Linked DNA regions of Rattus norvegicus: region 2 is linked to region 1. A link is a contact called in public Hi-C data. All regions are on one chromosome and are shown on one strand. Each heading gives the region's core, a stretch centred on a gene start, on an enhancer-like site or on the middle of the called end of the contact. The rest is flanking DNA. Distances are from core to core; before and after follow the strand shown. Region 1 has its middle 570 kb from the start of Robo2. Region 2 holds the start of Robo2 (roundabout guidance receptor 2).

Region 1 (5,322 bases), core at 1,365-3,864:
GTCAAAACCAGTACCACCTGGGTGACTCTTACACATTACCAAGTACAGCTGCAGCAAGAGGCACAACCTTGGCTATCTCTGAAACATAGATCCTTTGTGCTCTCAGAAAACACTTCCCAGAAGATTTCACCTCAATGATACTGGTCTCTTTTTAATCACCACTAATTTCTTATCTCCAGCTAACCAGCATCAATAGTTAGTAACACAAAGAATTTACTTTAGTAGTTTTGGTACCTTGTTACCACAGCTGATCTTCAGCCCCACCTAAGCAAAACCACAAAATCTTCACAATTAAAATAACAACAGCCTTGACAAGAGTCTTTAATCTTCCCTCTGAAATTTCACAAGCCTGGCCTCCATCTTCTGCACTGTTCTCAAAATTATCTTCCAAGCTCCTACAGAACATCTCACAGAGCTCTTAAGATTCTAATGGCTCTTCTAGCTCAAAGTTCCAAAATCATTACACAGTCCTCCCCAAAACGTGGTCAGGTTGTCACAGGAATACCCCACTATGCTGGTACCAATTTGTCGTAGTCAGGGTTTCTATTCCTATACAAACATTATGACCAAGAAACAAGTTGGGAAGAAAAGTATTTATTCAACCCACATTGCTTCCACACTGCTGTTCATCACCAAAGGAAGTCAGGACAGGAACTCAAACAGGTCAGGAAGCAGGAGCAGATGCAGAGGCCATGGAGGGATGTTACTGACTGTCTTGCTTCCTTATAGAAACCAGGACTACCAGCCAAGGGATAACACCACCCACAATGGGCCATCCCACCCTTGATCACTAGTTGAGAAAATGCCTTATAGCTGGAGGTCATGGAGGCATTTCCTCAAGGGAGGTTACTTTCACTGTGATAACTCCAGCTTGTGTCAAGTTGACACAGAAAACCAGCCAGTACATGCTTTCAAACTCTGCCATTGTTTTAATCTATAAATTGGGATTTATCATGTATCATCTTTGTCTGAAACCCTGCCTTGACCCATGGACAGTAGTATTTCCTTTTGTTGTAAGTTTCCCTTTGCTTTGTGGACTGTTTGTACTGGGATTGTGGCACAAACTCTATGAGAATAAGTATTTTACAACCTTTTCTAAACCTATAATGAAATCCACCTCAGAGTCTAATAATGATTTGTTTAAAGCATCCCTGTTTACTGAAAAAGAGTGAAAAGAAGACGAAAGAACCTATCCTCATTATAAATCCCTGAGTAGACAGCAAGGGTGCAGCTGCAAGCGATTCATCACCTCAACACAGCTTTGTTTCTATTGACAGATCATTTTAATAACCACAATTCTCCAGTTGATGTAAAGTAGTCCCCATTTCTGAGCTGAAGCAATTTATTAAACTGCCTGTAACGGGAACTCTTATTTTCTACACTTCTTGGTAATTCTTCTTTACAGTATATTTTTTTCCTCTTAAAAGTACACCTGAATAACAGCACTTGCCTTTTCAGAAAATACTATCAGCAGTGAGCTAGCTAGACTTGATAACATTCAGAGTTATTTAAATAGGGAGACCCCGACTACATTGTATATTATTTGCTGTGATGGTTGGCCCTATTAACTGAGATCATCTGACTAAAATTGTGGAATATTCCAGCTGAACAACATTTTTAAAGGTGGAAAACTAACAGATAAATCAAGGCCAATATGCAGTGCTGGCTAGAATAAAGAGGCCAGCAAGCACCCAGTCAGTTCAGACTAACTGTCTATTTGCCGAAGTTCACTGCCAAGTCCTCTATCTATTCTGTTTAATGAGAAGTGAGAACTTGTGCTAACTCTTTTTATCATGGCTGGTCTAAGAATCAATACTGCTATGACATTATTTTTAACAGTAAGCCATCTCTCCCACCTCATCCTCTAAGTTAATGATCTGACAAGATCCCGGGAAAATACCGTCCAGCCTTACTTAGGACAACAAATAAAACTTGACTTGTCAACTTGCTTGCTTTATGTGTTGAGTGCTGAAGCTAGAAAAAAAATAAAAACTTACCCATGTAATAAGAAAGCAGTGTTTTATGGTGATGAGCTTTTTCATGCCATTAACTAGATGAATAGAAACTCGTGGGAGAAGAGATAGATAAAGGTTATAATTTTAGCCTAAGAAAATATAAATGACAGTTCAAAAGGCTGCTTTCCCTACCTCTCATGACTTTGTTCTTCATTTCCTTTCCCTGTTTCTTGCCAAAGCTATTTTGCCAAAGGCTACAATATACTAAGAATTAGAACTAGTGGAGTGTAAGGAAGTCAGCTTTGATGCTAAGTGGCCAAACTGCTTCCCTCTGGCAAAAGAAAAAAAAGAAAAAGAAAAAGAAAAAGAAATCTCCTTATGATAAAGCAAGATTCCTTTATAATAGGTCTGGCGGTCTTCTAAGGACTGTCTAAGTGTCAGGCCCAGTTCAGAATGTATTTAGAACACCATTTTGAAGGAGAAAAATACCATGCTTGTTCAAGTAAGCCTTAAAAGTAATACACAGGCTTTTCTTGCTTTCATTTTCTCCTGCAGGAGTGGTGCAATAAAATTAGGGACAGCAAAGCCCCATGGTCAGCATCAGGGAGAGAGCTCATGACTAAGTGGTTACAATTTACAAAAGAATTGGTGAGACCTAACCATCTGAGCCTTTTACACAATCACGTGCCTTTTCCATATTAAGCTGCAGTGGCCTACAGACGGCATCTGTAGAGCTGAGGGAATCCCTTCTCTCTCACCACAGCTTCTCTCTCACCACAGCTTCTCTCCCTGTCATATTCTCAATACCCCTTAGAGCTTATTTTGAGCATTCAATCCCTTTTCCTGTCCTTGGGAAGTCTCATTAGAAGACTCCGTTTCTCAATCACCTTATTAAGAAGCAGGGAGAATTAAGACCCATCATGGATTATGTTTACTAGCAGAGTTTCTGCATTTTCCCAGCATTCCTTAGGGGCAACATCATGAGGAATCAAAAACGAGTCACCTCCTTTGCTAGCAGGGATTGTTGTTTTGCTTCCAGTGTATGATTCTTTCCACTCATGGAGACATTAGTCCAATGAACAAGAAAAGTCGATAGTGTAAAGAGAATTCTCCACCAAATTGCCGTTCCCCACCCCGATCCCAGCAAAACCAAAATCTCAGGTAAAGATTATCACGATTCCATTTTAGGTATTTATTTTAGGTTAGTGAGCTTGGGAATAGCTCAGTGGTAGAATGCTTGTTTCACTTATACAAAGGCGTAAGCTCCATCTCTAACATCCCACACACAGAAAATCCAAACTTCCTACTTTTAAGGATGTTGTTTGGCTATCAATAAACCGATATTTGTGTAACTAAGCAGAATTATTTATCCCCATTCCAATCTAGTTCTCTGGTTTCCTTCTTGACTGATAGGCATATGTGAACTCTTTTGGAACAAGGCATTCATGCGGATTCTCCCTGAACTGATTCTGTGTGTGTAAAGGAAGGATCTCCTCAACTGTCTCTTCAAGCAGAAGAAAATATGTTGCAGGGGTCATGCTACATCCTTGAAATCTATAATGTTTGGCATGTCCAAGAGAGTTACTTTATTAAATGTAAAAAGGAAGTCGACATTCAAAGACACATATCCCTTAATTCATCTCCACTTAGTTTCTGTCTGTATCTTACGTATCTATCATTTAGCACTTCAAATTTAGCATCTTGATAACCAACATATGTACACTGCTGCTGGGTATAATTTTAGTTTGGAATTTTAGAGAGGAATAGTTTTACATTATTTAATACATATATTCATTATTTAATACATTATATAAAAGCATATAATTAATATATTCTCCTTATGAGATATCTTCACTGTTTCTGTTTTTATCATTTCTCTTTTGAAAACCTTCTTGATGGCAAATGTTATTCAGCATAAATATCAAATGGTAATTAAATAAATTCTAACTCTTAAAATGCTAGATGGTGTATTTAAAATTCATATTTTCTATTGATTTGCACCAACTGCTCAGTTTTGATTAAAATTTTTCTATCTATAAACAGACATTTAACGTGAACAAATACTTTTTCCTCAACATCAAGACTTGCAGGGAGAAGTCACTGGAGTGTTACATTCAGGTGCATAGTGGAATCAGAGTAGGAAAATGCATGCTAGTTTTCTTCTATGAAGGCTGTGGTTCAGCATAACTTCATAGTTTGCAATTTAATTTTTCTAACTGCTGTTTCTTTCAGAATAAGTAGCTGACTAGCACCCTTTCATACTTACAAAATGAAGCATTTTCACACACAGCAAACAACTTTCAATGTGTCCCTTTCCTCAGAATGCAGATAAAGTGGGATATTCAAAAGCCAATAAAAAATATTCTGCTTCCATTCACAAGTGAAGAACTCATATGCTTAGTGGGCTAACCTGTGGTTATTAAAGTAGCCTGCTAGGTGACCAAGTATTCTGCTAGACTTAGGAAATTTAGTTCCAAAGATCAATCAGCTGACAGCCATTGTTTGCCCAAGTCACGTGCACGTGGGTAGCAATGATTGAACACAGTGATTATCAAGGAAAAAGAGGACATGAATTTTGGCAGGATACTTCAGGGTCTATAAGAAATTTGCTCTTTTATGGACTTCTAGTACAGGTCTTAAGTCATTGTTGTGGTTTAAATATGAGCTGCCCCCATAAAAGTTTACTGGTTGAAAACTCACCACTGCTGTGGCGCTGCTGTTGAGTGCTAGGTGTATCAAGATGTCCACACCTTCTGCAGTATTTAATGCATTGATAATTTATACTGGGCAAACTGTTCCAACATGGCTTCATACATAAGGTGTAGACCAATTCTGGATAGCTTTGGAAGTTACACTTTTCCCTGTCTCCTTCTTGTCTATCTTTCTCTACTTCTAGGCCAACATGACATGAGCCAGAGTTCTGCTGAGAAGAAAATAAAAGGAAGATTAAAGATTATTCAACCTTTTCCTCATGTCTATACTTCATGACTATTTTGACTTGCTTCTTCTGGAAGGAGGAGCACTATGCAGTTGTAGGGATTTATTAGGATAGAATAAGAGAAAAAGAAATTATAGACTCTAAGAGAAAACCACAAATAACATCCATTTTATTAAATGAGACAGAGAGATATGCAGAACTGCCATTTCTATTTAACATTTTATATAATCAGAACAATATTCTCCTTAGTTTTAAGTTTAAAAGCTACTGTTCTCTATTTAGAATGATATCCTCAATACAAAACAAAAATATCTCAAGGATATTTTAAGTCATATAAAATAAGTTTTTGCTGTAATAACTTTACCACAACATAGGAATGTGTTTGATTTATCCCAAGGAAATTAAAATTATTAATATGAATAATAATTT
Region 2 (5,322 bases), core at 936-3,435, 570 kb before region 1:
CTTGTTTTTGCTGGAAAGATAAAAGTTTTGAATCCAAGAGCAATATAATTTGTTTGAGATTAGAGGAGGTATTTCTTGGGTAGAAGAAAAAGAGTTTTTTTTTTCTTTCAAAAATTGACTTAAAACCTAGTACAATGTCCAAGTCACAAGTTTTAAATAGTCACCAACTATTTTAGGGCAACCTGAAGAGGCAGTAGATGTTAATCCAGGACATTTTTGGAGTTTTCTCTTTCATGGCGTTACCAAACCCAGAACTCTTGTCTTGAGGTGGTGCTGAATTACAACACATAAACTTGTTTCTTGTTAACAATTTTTTCTTTTTCCTTACGATGCTAATTCAGAGTCAATACTTGAAGAATTTAGCAGTTTTGACGTACACTCTTTAGCCATATGGCTAAAGAGAGTACTTTAAAAATCTTAAAATGACTTGATGCTTCATGAGACGTGTGGCTTAGTTCAGTCCTTTGACGGACGACAGTTTTATTGCCACCATCAAGGAGCCTTCTGGAATGCCAAGAGAACGCTCCTAATTGCTTGCTTAAATGTCGTTGGCCATTTTGGGGGAAAACATTCCATTTCTCATTATAAGCAAAGGAGAACTAAGTTCAGTGGAGGCACCAAAACACATCCCAGCAAACAAAAGACTCCTCCAGTGTCCTCAAACACAGTTTCTTTCCTAATATTTTCCAGTAGGGGGAACTAAAGATTCGCCAAGCAGAGGCTAGCTTTGCTCAGGGACCTGAGTGAGTCCCTGTCAGGCGCTTTTATAATCACCTGAATAATCATCAAACAGCTACCAAGCAAAGCTTTTGATCACACGTGGGTCCGGCCACAATGGCCATGTCAGGGTACCTTAGACAGTGGCAGGTATCTGATTTAGAGTGGCCTTCCTTAACTATCTCCAGTCCTAATAGCACGCATTCCGTAGTTTTTGCTTGGAATGTATTCCCTTTTATCGTGTTTGGACTGAAATTCCGCTCGAGCTCCTGTTAGCCTAGTTGAGTTATCAGCACTCCTAAATCAGAGCCCACTTTCCGAATTTCCTTTTAGAGGTCCTAAAACGAGCGAAGGCTCTAGAAAACCACTTCCTCCAAGTCTTTTGATCCTCGACCTCCTCCATTCCTAGAGTCTTCTACCGGACTCTTTTATCACAAGGTCCCGAATTATGGTCAGTGAGTGTTGAGAGGTCAGAAGGCATCCAAGCAACATTAGCCGGATGCCAATCCTTCCCCCTCTTTTCTCTTGGGGATTCTGTAGTTAGCCATAGATCTTAGCTAAAACAAGCCGGAAGAGGTTAGAGATACTCTCTCCCCTACACCCACAGTTGTGTGTGTGTGTGTGTGTGTGTGTGTGTGTGTGTGTCTGTGTGTGTGTCTGTGTGTGTCTGTGTCTGTGTGTGTGTCTGTGTGTGTGTATGTGGATGGGTTCACTTACAACCATCTAGGATATATGTACTCAAAACCTTTCTGCTCCAATAGGTACTTCAACCCCTCTCCTACTCTCCCTGTTGGCCAGCTTCCTTCTGGTAAAAGGTGAAGTGTGTGTGTGTGTGTGTGTGTGTGTGTGTGTGTGTGTGTGTGTGTGTGTGTGATTTTTAACAGGTAATGAGGCTGTGCCCGGGGTCCTGGAAGATCATCTTTTTTTTGTAGAAAAGCTCTTGTGCAGCTCCGGCAGACGGAGCGATGAATAATTAGGAAGGGCTTCCATGAAATCACTCACCGAGAAAATTACCTGCCCATTAAACGGGGCCGCGTGAAGAGCGGGAGGCTGGAAGCCCACCTCACCCCTCCGGAGGAGGGAGGGGGACGCCCAGGAGGCTCCCAGAATGGGAAAGAGTTGATGGCTAATCGCAGTCCTAGCGAGCCCGAAGCGGCTCCACATTGGTTCATTTCCGTCCCCCTTAAGACTTATCGCTTGCCGGGTTACCCTTGCTCGGCGGACCCCGGTTCGGGCTATCGCCCCCTGCACGGGAGGGTGATCGGGTGGAGGTGGAGATCCGGCCGCCCCCATCCTCCAACCCCTCCCGGGGATATACTGGGAGCAGCTCTTTCCTCCCCTCCTCTCCTGCTTCCTCGCCTTCCCTCCTCCAAGTCCTTCCAGCCCCCGGCAGCTGCTGGAGGAGGCGGACGCAGCGCAGCCTCCGCCGCAGAAGCAGTGACTGTCCGGAAAGGGGCTGGAGGCTGGACTGCTCCTGGAGGCTGGACCACGCACTAGCATCCTCAGGGCTCCCAGGTCCGGAGCTCCTAGGTCTGGCGGCGCTCGCCCACAGCAGCTGGACGCTAGATCTCTCCGGGGCGGCCCCTCCGGGGTGGCCGCGGCCTCGGCTCAGCCCCTCCCTCTTCCCTTGCTTCTTCTCCTCGCCCTCCTCCTCGCTCCCTCACCACGTAGGAGTTCCCATTCTCCACCCAAGCCGTCCTGCTTTTCCCCTTTCCTTCCTTTTGGAAACCAGAGACTCGGAAGGAGGCGACCAGGCTGCGGAGGAGAGGGCCGGCTCGCAAAGTGCTGCTTTGACACATCCTTAGGATGGAAGTTAAGTGAAAACAGAACAACACAAAACAAAACTCCGCGAAGTGTTGCAGCTACGGAGGAGACCAAGGGGAGAGAAAACTCGGTGGGCAGGCCAATGGTTGCTCCGCAGCGCGTTGGCAAGTTTGTGGAACACTTTCTAGGAATTAGGTCTTTTTTTTTTTGTCCCCCATCATCTTCTTGACTTCTGAAGAAAGAAGTTGGGTTTGGAATGCAATGGAGTCTAAGGAGACAGGGCTAGACGCACGTGAATAGTCCCGCCAGCTGGGCTGAATTTGTGGGAATTTAGGAAGCCAGCCTGCGGAAGTACAGCGGCTCTGGAGTCCCCTGGGTTCATTCGGATGGCACCTAACGTGTCCCGCGTCAGACCTCTTCACCAAAAGCTTCCGATGTTACCATTTTGCTCTTAAATTTATCTCTAGGAAAGTCTAAACTTCGGACCTACCTCCTTTTTTGATACTTATTTTTGTACTTCTGCTCTCTGGGATTGGTTTCTTAAACAACCTGGATCCTTTTTCATATGTCAAAATGACTCCTCTGATGTTTACACTACTATTGCTCTTTGGATTTCTCTGCATTCGGACTGACGGTGAGTTAAAACACCCCTTTCTTTCCGAGATTGTTGTGGCTTCTAAAGAAAATGACAGTGTAGTTGGTAGTGTGTGTTGGCCATGCGCAAGCTCTTCAGGGGCAGAGGTTCTAGTCTTTTGTTTCTAACCTGCTGCTGGTGGAACAGGAAATATCCACCTATTGTTGTTGTGATTAATTAATTGAGTTTTACAATAAGTGACTGGCTCTCGGCTTAGAAGAGTAACTATTAAAAAACAATGTCAAGGACGAACCCAGGATGGTTGTGGCTATTCTCTCTTTGGTATTTGTTCTGGTATCTAAACTTTGTCTTAGGCATTCAACTAAAGGACTATAGTAGCTGATACTGGAAGATGCATTCAGTGAGTGGGATTTGATACTGGGTATCTCGATGTTCAAAGTCTGTCACCTGTGTGTCAGCGAAGGCTATCCCAGCACGCAATCAGAATGAAGGACTTAGATCACAGAAAACTATCACAAGTGAGACTGGGCGAGGCTCCAGGAAGGAGGCAGTACCCACTCTCTGGGCTGGTTACAAGCTGGGAGCCCTCAGCTGGGTCCCCAGTGGGCAAACACAATAGAGACTCGGAACAGGTGCTGTAGGTATCTCCCGCTAGGCTGTGCCACTCTGTCAAGCAGACAGTTTTCAACCTCTGGTTTTCCTGTCTTTTGTTCAGAGTTAGTTTCCTGGGATATTCTCACTGTATATATCAGGCTCTTGTGAGATCATTACCCAATCCCTTTTTTTTTTCGTAGCTGTTTGAATGAGAAGTATTAATAATTGTAAATAAACTATGTGTTTCTTCTTTGAAAGTAAACCATATTGGTGTTAGCTTTCTAGGGACATTGATTTTATTTTTTTTAAGTATCAATGGCAAGTGTTTATGAAGAGTGGATTGAGCCACCATACCCCGAGCATGGCAGTAGTGTTCATTTTTAATGCTTATAAAGAATCTGAGGAATATTAATCCAAATATTTAAGACATCAAGATAACATGTTGCTACATAAACTTTCCTTTGAATTCATTACCTGGGACATTGCCTATTATTGCCCGTCTGTTTGAGACAACTGTGGTTCTGGCAGCTGCTGTACAGACCCTGAGGACCAGACTCGAAGGGAAGGCTATCTGTAAACACAAGGCAGTGCGGAAGAGGAGTGAGAGTACCTCCTGCCAAGGGGCTGTTTTCAGCTGTGGAGTACACGAGTTCATTTGTCCCTCTCCTAGTGATAGGGATTCAGGAGGGGTGCCTGCGTGCAGTGTTCCTCTTTCCCTGCAAAGTAGTAGAAGCCTAGGATTTGGTCACTTCAAATGACATAGTGGTGATTTCTATCATTGGTTCAATAATCACTTCATTTCTAACAGGTTTGCCTTTACGCTACCTGAGTGTCATCCTAACACAAAGGTTTATGCATTCCAAGTATGTCTGAGTGTCATACTAAGATTTTTCCATAGCAATGCGTTTAAAAACTATATATCAGACTATAGAATTATCACCATTTCTGACATCAGAGTCTTGGGGAAGAATACAATTAAATTGCTCCATGGAAGTGGCAGAATCCGAAAAGATTAGTTACAGAATGTAATTAACCTGCTAAGGTGTTTGGATGTGTATGAAACAACTAACCAGTGTGCTGGACCAGCAGCAGTAACATAATGTCTATCTTCCTTTTCTCCCTTCATTCCCTCTACCCCTCCTGTCTTATCCTTCTCTCTCTTCTTTCCATCTTTCTCTTGCATGCTCTCCACCTCCTTTTCCCCTCCTCATCCCCCTCTTCTTTCTACCCCTCCCCCACAAGACGTGTCTGGAACCTTTGTTCTGATTTTCCATATTTCCATTATAAATTAAAGAGGCAGTTTTGGGGTTTGGACCATCTGCATGGGAGTTCACAGTAATAAAATGGGGGAAAAATTGCCTACAGGTAAAAGAGTTAAGACCAAAGAGACAACATTAAATTTCATAGGTGTAAAACCAGGTTGTGTGGGTCAGAATCAAAGCCGTTATAGACATTCTTACTGAATTTGCACATAACCAGCCATTCGACATTGGATTGTCTTTGGATACTTCAGAATGGTGACAGTTTTTCCACGGGGATTGTTGAAAATTTGGGATGTGGACAATACTGCCACCTAGGCTGTTGCAAGGCTTGGGACCCGGTATTCTTATATCCAATGAGGAGGCTGGTGTATAGAATCTCTCATCTCTGGG

The links. Hi-C and Micro-C count contacts between places; a contact is called where the count stands out from the background.
Region 2: a Hi-C map of the A7r5 cell line shows a contact between it and region 1, with 6 times the contacts expected there. The contact joins the promoter of Robo2 here to the enhancer-like site in region 1. A contact is called at or near these places in 2 of 12 Hi-C or Micro-C datasets (the A7r5 cell line and the Rat2 cell line).

Annotation. Positions count from the first base shown.
Region 1 is chr11:25,951,808-25,957,129 of GRCr8, reverse strand. No RefSeq gene overlaps it. Among named protein-coding and RNA genes, the nearest start is that of Robo2, 570 kb to the left of the region's middle. Within about 2 kb of position 2,614, at least 3 of the 93 cell types and tissues checked have an H3K27ac peak or open chromatin away from gene starts, as enhancers often do. A contact at or near this core is called in the A7r5 cell line, where this site is marked.
Region 2 is chr11:26,523,275-26,528,596 of GRCr8, reverse strand. Robo2 (roundabout guidance receptor 2) reads left to right here and starts at 2,185. Exons shown (of 28, transcript NM_032106.4): 1 at 2,185-3,115. The coding sequence starts at 3,055.